2 separate regions of the Oryctolagus cuniculus genome follow, and region 1 is linked to region 2. A link is a contact called in public Micro-C data. All regions are on one chromosome and are shown on one strand. Each heading gives the region's core, a stretch centred on a gene start, on an enhancer-like site or on the middle of the called end of the contact. The rest is flanking DNA. Distances are from core to core; before and after follow the strand shown.

Region 1 (4,150 bases), core at 1,518-4,017, 210 kb after region 2:
CAGACGCCAGGGCGTGAGGGGCGTTCCTGGGTAAGGCAGCCCGGGCCACACCGGAGCCCCAAGGGGCCACCTTGCACCCACTCCCCGTGGAGGACTGACACACACGGCTCCCCACAGCTGCCTCTGCCCCGCCCCCCTAAACCCCGGAACCTGGCAAGCTCTTGCAACTCCTCTCCTTCCCCCCAGAGGGGACTTGGGGAGGGGCAGGAGTCAGCAAGGCCCTGGGCAGGCCGCCCACACCCCTAGGAGGCAGCACAGTGCTGGGCCTTCCGGGCCTGGGCTGATCTGCGGGGGAAGCCCTGGCGAGCCGGGGCCCTGCCTTCCTCTGCAACACACGGGGCTGCCTGGGCCCTGCTCACACCCGAGCTGCCGGCAAAGGAGGCCTCCAGGGCTGCAGAGGTGCCACAACCACCGGCTGCCGCTGGCCCCAGGGACGCTGGGCCTGGGCTCGGCAGACGGCTCTCAGCCAGGCACGCGGTCCTCTGTGAGACCACTTGGCGTGCAGCTCCGCCCGCACCCTCCTTGCCTTCCTGGCGGCGCACGAGGACAAGCGGCTCTGAGTGTGAAGATGAGCACAGGCCCCAAGTCCACTGCTCCGCTCAGCAGCCTCCGACCCCGGGGCCCTTGGGAGGGCAGCCTGCGCCTTGTGGGAGCATCCAGAGATGCTGCTGGAGGAGCCCCAGGCCCAGCAGCCCCCTCCCCACCCCTTAAAAGGTTCAAACCCGAGCCAGGAAGCCCACAACTGCCGACCCGCGGGGCTGACCCTTTCAGAAGAGCCCAGCCCCTCCCCGACAGGCACCAACCAAGCCTTGGTGACTGGGCCCTCGACAGGCTGCGGCCCTCACTCACCGCCCAGTCTTCTGCCTGCTCCTGGGTGGCTGGCGAGCTCTGGCGTGACCCAGGCTACCCCTGGCCAGCAGCCTCAGAGGGCTGGCACCACAGGCCAAGGGCAGGGGGGACGCTGTTCCTTGTGTGAGTGCCTACGTCGGCCCGGCCCCAAACCGCCAGCCAGCAGGAGGCAGGGCGGGAGGCCATGTCTGCAAGGGCTCCGCCCAAAGCTGCCCGGGCACCCACCGGGCGCAGCGTAGCAGGCTGGCACCAGGGCCAGGGAGCCGACGCTCCTGGAGGGACGCAGCCGAGCGGGTCCCCCAGGGCTTACTGTCTCAGCTGCCTTGCAGACAAGTGTCTGCCAATCCTCAAGTGGCAAAAGCCGGGCTGCTCGGCTGGTGGAGCTCAGCGGCTGACAGCACATTTGATAACAGAATCAGTGATATTTAGCAACAAATCTGACTGAATTTGCAAGTGTCTGAATAAATCATGATTTGAGATTTAATATAAAATGTGTTAGTTTAGACATGTGCCAGATTTAATTACTTGGGAGCATTACCAGGAAAGAAAAAAAAAAAAAACTCAGGGAGGGGGCTGTCACGGCTGGGGTCAGTGCAGTGGTCTCCCCCACTCCCCCGCACAGGCACAGGTTCTGAGGGGGCTGTCACGGCTGGGGTCAGTGCTGTGGTCTCCCCCACTCTCCCGCACAGGCACAGGTTCTGAGCCCGGGCCCTGGGGGCCAAGGCCTCCTCCAGACGGCCCATGGCCAACACCACCCCCGCCAGGGGCTGCCCTCCTCTGCCCCTGAAGGCGTGCAGAGAACTGAACCTCCCGCCTGTCCCTCGAATGTGTCCAGACTGGACGGGCTGCCAACCCCGCCCCAGGGCAGCACACGCCGGAGGCTTCTGTGCCCAACTCCCTGGACACCCCTCGGCCCCGGGTGAAGGGTGAGGGCAGGGTGACCCTCCTGGATGGGGAAGGGAGTCTCACGCGCCGGCAGACCCCGACCGCTGCCCCCCTCGGCCCCGGGTGAAGGGTGAGGGCAGGGGGACCCTCCTGGATGGGGAAGGGAGTCTCACGCGCCGCAGACCCCGACCGCTGCCCCCCTCGGCCCCGGGTGAAGGGTGAGGGCAGGGGGACCCTCCTGGATGGGGAAGGGAGTCTCACGTGCCGCAGACCCCGACCGCTGCCCCCCTCGGCCCCGGGTGAAGGGTGAGGGCAGGGGGACCCTCCTGGATGGGGGAGTCTCACGCGCCCGCAGACCCCGGCCGCTGCCCTCCTCGGCCGCAGGTGAAGGGTGAGGGCGGGGTGACCCTCCTGGATGGGGAAGGAGTCTCACGCGCCGGCAGACCCCGACCGCTCTAGCGCTCCCCCCACCCTCCCGCACCCGGGCTGCCTCTCCGACTGCCCGCTGGTTGCTTTCTGCAAGGCCCTGGCTTGCACCCGCTGCTCCCCCCAGCCCTCCTGGCTGCCAGCTGGGGCGAGGGCGCCGTCCTTCCTTCCGCAATCCCACAGAAGCCCCCTCCCCAGCCCTCCCCACTCGCCGCTCCTGCCAGGCGGCTCCGACCGCGCCTCCCGGGCCTTCGCGCCCGCCGCTCCCTCTGCAGCAGTGGGGTTTGACCGCACTAACCCACGTCCTGCGCCGGCCCATCCCTCCGAGCCCTCTAGGCCGGCCTTGGAGAGGCTACCGCCCAGAAGACCCCCGGGCGAGAAGACCCGCCGCCCCCAGTGCGCACGCGCTCGCAGAGGCGCGGCCTCGTCAGCCCCGTCCGTGCCGGCCCCGGGGCCCCGGCAAGTCGCCATGCCCGCTCCGGGAGCTCCGGAAAGGGGCTGCCCAGGGCCGAGAGCCCTCTTGACCGGGGAGACACAGCCAGCGACCCTCACGGCGCTCCCCACCCTCGTCCGCTGCCCCGAACGCTCCGCAGCTCGCGCCCATTGGCTGAGGCGTTTTCGTCATCGCTGTGCGCCGCACGGCGGCACGTTCCCGCGCCTTCGCTCTGACGACAGAAAAGCGCCGGCCTCGGCGGCTGAGGAGAGCGGGAGGAGGTGGCGGCGGCGGGAAGATGTAAGTTGGGGGCGGAATCCGACCGCATCCGAGCTGCAGGGGCCGCCCGCCAGGCCGGGAGGGTCGCATCGTGCAGCCAGCCGGCTTCTCAGCCCCGCGATGGCGCGGCGGCCGGGCGGCGCGGCACGGAACTCGGAAAGAAAGAATGTGGCCCGGGGCGGCGGAGTGGGAGGCGTCGAGGCCGCGGCCCGGAAGTGGTCGGGGCCGCCGCCGACGGAAGAGCCGCCCGGCTGGGTCCGCTCCGCGGCGGCGCTCCTGCGGGCTGGGGAGCCGGGCCCTCCCTGCGAGCGCGGGGGGCGGCGGGGCCGCTGTGTGGGACGCCCGGGAAGGCGGCGCGCGCTGCCCGAGGGGCGGCTCCAGCGCTGCCGGCGGGTCCCGGCGCCGTGGCGAGGTCGGGCCGGCGCGGCGCGGGGCCGCCTGCCGCCGTGCTGTTGGCGTGGACCGTGCGTGAGGCCCAGCTCCGGTGCGGGGAGGGGCCCCTTCTGCTCGAGACGTGACTAACTGTTCTCTCCTCTCTCTGGCTGTTGGACGCGCACCTTCCGGAGGACGGGGGCGGTCACCAAGGTCCCGCGCCGGGCCCTGGACTTGTGGACAGAGAACCTCAACCTTTGCTTTCTAGCTGCCGACCGCGCCCGGCAGAGCGAGCGCGCCCCCCGTGGCTCTTCGGTGTTCGTCCCGAGGACACCGGCGGGGCTCGTCCTCGGGCGGGGCGGGGCGGGGCGGGGGTCGCCGCCCTGGCCAGCGAGGTGGCCGCTGCTCACGGGGCCCGCGGCGCAGCCAGCCCGGGCTGGGGTTCAAAGGACGACTCGGAGGGGAAAACGGGAAATGCAGTTCCCGCTGGGTGTGGGGTGTCCAGTGTTTTCTAAGTGGATTTACCTGGTTTGTGACGGCGCTACAAGGCAGTTCCAGGTTACTCCTGGCGCGCTCGGTAGTGGCCGTGCTGCCCCGAGTGATCCCACGGTGGGGCCCACGGACACTGTTGAATTCAGGAATTGGGAGTGTGTGGAACTTCGGAAAATTCATGGAAAGGGGAGTTAAAAGATAGATTTTGGTGCAAAAAAATGAAACCTACGCATGTTCTTTGCAGATAGGTATTTTCCATGACCTTTCTGAGGCTCCCGGTGCGGGGAGGAGAGCCTCTGGAAACAGCCCTTTTCATGTTACTTCTGTTGGGCCTCAACCAGGTGCGGGGTCTGTTTCGTGAGTTCATTGGTTACTGCCTTTGAAAATGCTGGAAGGGGGGTTGTTGTCACCGCA
Region 2 (4,255 bases), core at 319-2,818:
CTGCCAGGTCCGTGCACCGGCACGGGTGCTGGGAGAAGGCTCACGCTCCACCTGCCCGGGAAGAACAGCCGCAGTCAGCGCCAGCGGGGCGAGATCAGCAGAGGGAGGCGGCGTGGGGGCGGCCAGGGCAGGCCCAGGCCTTCCAGCCAGAGCTGGGGGCGCAGGAGTGCAGGCCTGGAATGCGCCCGGGGAGACAGGCAGGAGGGGAATGCAGCCGGGTGGGGGCAGGGCACCCGTCCCGGGAGGGCCTCCGGCAGGACCCAGGAAGGGGAGCTGGGTGCTGGGTTGGAGTTCTCTGTGGCGGCACAGCTGGGCCTTGACCCGCCCAGGCTGAATGCGGCCTCTGTTCTACAGCACCCAGGGGGCTGCACCGGCCCAGCGCCGTCCCTGGCCCTGCTCTAGGTTTGAGGAAGCCTGGGCTCAGGCAGGAAGAAGGCTGTGCCCAGTCTCCGGGCCCCCTGCTGCGTCCACACACCCAGGAAGGGACAGGCCGGCGGAGCAGCCAGTCCCCGGTCCTGCAGCAGATCCAGCACCTCAGCCCGCTAAACCTCCCCTCCCCGCCCCCCGGCTGTGCTGTGGGTGCCCAGGCCACCCACAAAGCCCCAACAAAGAGGCCCTGCCCAGGAACCCTGGGTGAGCACGAGTGGGAAGCCGGGGAGTGGCCCTTTCTGGGAGGCTCATTCCACTGAGTCACAATTCCCAAACAGGCTGGGGAAGAGGGGCCCCACCAGGCCTCCCGCTGTGGCAATCACGAAGGCCGTGGGCTGAGGGTGGGGCTGGGGCAGAGGAGGGCGCTCAGAGGGCACAGGTGGGGCCGGGAGACCTGCAAGGGCGCGGGCAGGTGAGGCGGGATCCAGGCCCCCGACCGTGCCCCCCGGGGGGCGCAGAGCAGACTGACCACGAGGGGGCTGGCGGGCTCCTTCCCGCAGGCCGGGAGCCTGGCCTCACCTTGTGATAGACCTCTGGTGGAGAGGTGACCAGGGTGGGGCAGAAGGAGGTGACGCCGTGCGACAGGATCCTCCGGGCCACCAGGGAGACCCCTGAACCCACGTCCTCCGTGGCCTGGGAGAAATCAACACCAAATCCACCTACGGCCACAGAAAGGAAGGGGTCGCACGGGGCTCACGGCTGCCCGCCCGCGCCCCGGCGCCCGCCCCGCCCCGCCCGGGCCGCACCGTTAATCTGCACGTCGATGAAGCCCGGCGCCAGGATGCGGCCTCCGCAGTCCCGCTGCTCGTCCGCCACGCGCCGCTCCTCAAAGAACAGCTTCTCGGGGTCCAGGATGCGGCCCCCGCGCACCCACAGGTCCTCCCTGCGGAGCGGGACCGAGCGGCGGGCGCTGGCACCGCCGTCCGCCCCGCGGCCCGCCCGCGGCCCGCCCCCGGCAGGGCCCCCACGCCCACCTGAGCAGCGCCCCGCCGCGCAGGATGCGGCAGTTGGTGAACTGGAGCACCGGAGCCCGCGCCGCGCCCTGCCCGCCGCGCATGGTGAGCCGCTAGACGCCGGCGAGCGGGCGGCGCCGAGCCCCGCGGCCGCCGCTCCCCGGCCGCGCCACGTGACCCTCAGCTGACGGCGCCGCGTCACGTGACCGCCGCGCGCACGTGACCCGGCGGCCCACGTGACCGCCGCCGCGCCGTGACGCAGCTGCCCGGGCCCGCCCCGCCCCCGCGCCCACAGCAGCGGCCAGGACACAGGCTCCAGTCACATCCGAGAGCTTTATTGGACACCGCGCCGGCGCCACGCGGCCCCGGGCGCGCCGGTCTCGGCACACGGGACCCACGGGGCGACACTCTACCTAGGGTCACTACAGCGTTGGGAGGCAGGGCTGCTCCACAGACGTATGGACAGGTCAGGTCTCGTATAAATAAACATCCAGTGAAGAGAAATGACAACTGCGATTCATCCTCAAACACAGCACTCGAGGGCGGGGCTGATGGGGGCGCGCGGCCCAGATGTCCACAGCACAGGGCGGGGCGAGGCGGGGGCGACGGACGAGGGGCACTAGGACACTGCGCATTTACAAGACCAACTACTGAGGGGCGGCTGCCCGTGCATGGTCAGGCTGTTCATTCTGGAATGAGGGGGCGTCGACACCGTGCTCTGGCTGGTGGGTGCGCAGGGGGCTACTTTGTGGACAGGATGAGGGCGACGATGAGACCGTAGAGGCCGAGCACCTCGGCGAAGATGAGGATCAGGATCATGCCCACGAACAGCCGGGGCTGCTGGGCAGTGCCCCGCACGCCGGCGTCGCCCACGATGCCGATGGCAAAGCCAGCTGCCAGGCCGCTCAGGCCCACGCTCAGGCCCGCGCCCAGCTGCAGGAAACTCCTAGGGAGGAGAGGGCGGAGCGAGGTCAGCGGCCGGCGGCGGGCCGGGGGGCGCGCCCAGCCCCGCACTCACCGGTAGAGGCTGATGCCGTCGTTCAGGGAGTTGGCGATGAGCACGGCCACCACCAGGCCGTAGATGGCGATGATGCCGGCCATGACCACCGGGATGATGGACTTCATGATCATCTCCGGCCGCATCACCGACATGGCGGCGATGCCAGTGCCGCTCTTGGCCGTGCCATAGGCGGCACCCAGGGCTGTGGGAGGGAGGCAGGGTGAGCCCAGAGCTGCCCACTAATCACTGGGGTCAGGACCCTGGGGGAGGGGCAGGAGGCAGCCCTCAGGACAGAGTGCCACAGGGGTCGCCACTCTCCCTCTGGCTCAGCCACGGAACCCCGGCCCTGCTCCGGGTGAGCCTCAGGCGACTGCCCGTGACCTCAGGAGAAGGGCAGGTGGGCCCAGGAACCCTGTGTTGTCTGGTTCCCCAGGCCCTCAGGACAGGTCGGGGAAGGCCCGAGTTCACGTCTCTGCAGCCCAGGTGTTGGGCCTGCGTCAGCCAGCCGGCTTCCCGGGGTGCGGCCCCAGGCCGGGCGCAGCTGCTCTGCCGAGTCTGACCTCCAGGACGGGGGTGCCCAGCCTGCCGCCCCCTCCCAGAGGGCCCTCTGGGGCTCCCGGGGGTCTGCTCAGCAGTGTGAGGCGGCCTCCTCCCGACACCGCAGCCGTCGGGAAGGCCGCTGCTGGCCGGAGCAGGGGGGACCGGGGATGCTCGCAGCCATTCCTCTGCGCCCCGGCAGTGCCCGGCAGTGCCGTCCCGGGGTCCAGAGCCCGGCGACCTGTATGCGCAGCACCTCAGCAGACGGGGAGGAGGTGCTGAGGGGCCGGGGCGGTGGGGGGAGGGGCCCTGCCTCACTGGGGCAGCACCTTCAGCCGGGGACTCAGCATCATGGCGGATGTGGGGCAGGCCCAGGCCCACAGCACTGCCCACACCCAGGCTGCCGCAACACCCCTCCGGGAGGATCCTGGGAGAGGTGCAAGTGTCATGTGGCTGTGGGTGGAGAGACCAGAGGAACAAAGGCAGCAGGGCAGGGAGGGCCAGAGCAGCAGGAGGCAACAGCGGCCCAGGCCTGGGCAGCCCGCGCACGTCCAGGAGGGCCCCGGGCCCGACCAGGCGCCAACAGCGGGCCTCCTGTGGGGGCCGCAGAGGAGTCAGGAGTTCCGGAACCACCAGCAGGTAGAGGGTGCCCACAAGGAGGAAGTCATGAACGTGGAAGGAGAGCCAGTGACAGCTCTGTGGAAGACATGATGGAGGCTTCGACAGGGTGACAGTCATAAGACAAAAGGGGAAGCCGCATGTGACCGGGGCAGGGCCTTGTGCAAGGCAGGCCACGGGCTGGAGCCTGCAGTCGGCCGGCAGCGACACCTGGGCGCACGCGCGGACACGGAGCCTTGGAGAGGCCCCTAGGCCCGCAGAAGCGAGGTCTGAGGCGGTCCATCTGGCCCGAGAGCCTGGCCTCCACGGGCCTATCAGCCTGGGGCAGCTGGAGTGGAGCTGAAGCCAGCGGCCGCCCGCCCTCAACCACGGCCTCGCGGCACAGACACCACGTGCAGGGCGTGGACGGAAGGCGGCCGGGGCGCCAGGGCCACCTGGACAGGGGTCCTGCTGCCCCAGGACCCCATCAAGGGCTGCCGAATGAATGACCACCCGGTGGCCAGGGCAGCATCTCCATAGGCGCGGGGGCGGGGCGGCCCAGCAGTCTGTCCCGAGGAGCCGCCTGGGGAGAAGGGGAAGTCTAGACCACAGCAGTCCCGCCACAAATGACCCCTTCTCCCCGCAGGCTGGGAGGGGCGGCCGCTCGGCATCCCGTGACGCCCGGCAGGCCCAGGAGCACCCCGGCCCCCGGCCCACAGGTGTTTACAGTCAGCAGAGG

The links. A called contact is a pair of places that touch in the nucleus more often than the background predicts.
Region 1: a contact with region 2 is called in a Micro-C map of ear pinna, with 3 times the contacts expected there. The contact joins the promoter of RNPS1 here to the promoter of AMDHD2 in region 2. A contact is called at or near these places in 2 of 6 Hi-C or Micro-C datasets (ear pinna and skin fibroblasts).

The regions. Positions count from the first base shown.
Region 1 is chr19:33,007,414-33,011,563 of mOryCun1.1, forward strand. It overlaps RNPS1 (RNA binding protein with serine rich domain 1), which reads left to right and starts at 2,768. Exons shown (of 7, transcript XM_051836218.2): 1 at 2,768-2,893. The coding sequence starts at 2,892.
Region 2 is chr19:32,794,830-32,799,084 of mOryCun1.1, forward strand. It overlaps AMDHD2 (amidohydrolase domain containing 2), which reads right to left and starts at 1,569. Exons shown (of 10, transcript XM_051836227.2): 1 at 1,404-1,569; 2 at 1,176-1,312; 3 at 949-1,062. The coding sequence starts at 1,486. It overlaps ATP6V0C (ATPase H+ transporting V0 subunit c), which reads right to left. Exons shown (of 3, transcript XM_070064099.1): 2 at 2,401-2,584; 3 at 1,697-2,328. The coding sequence ends at 2,124.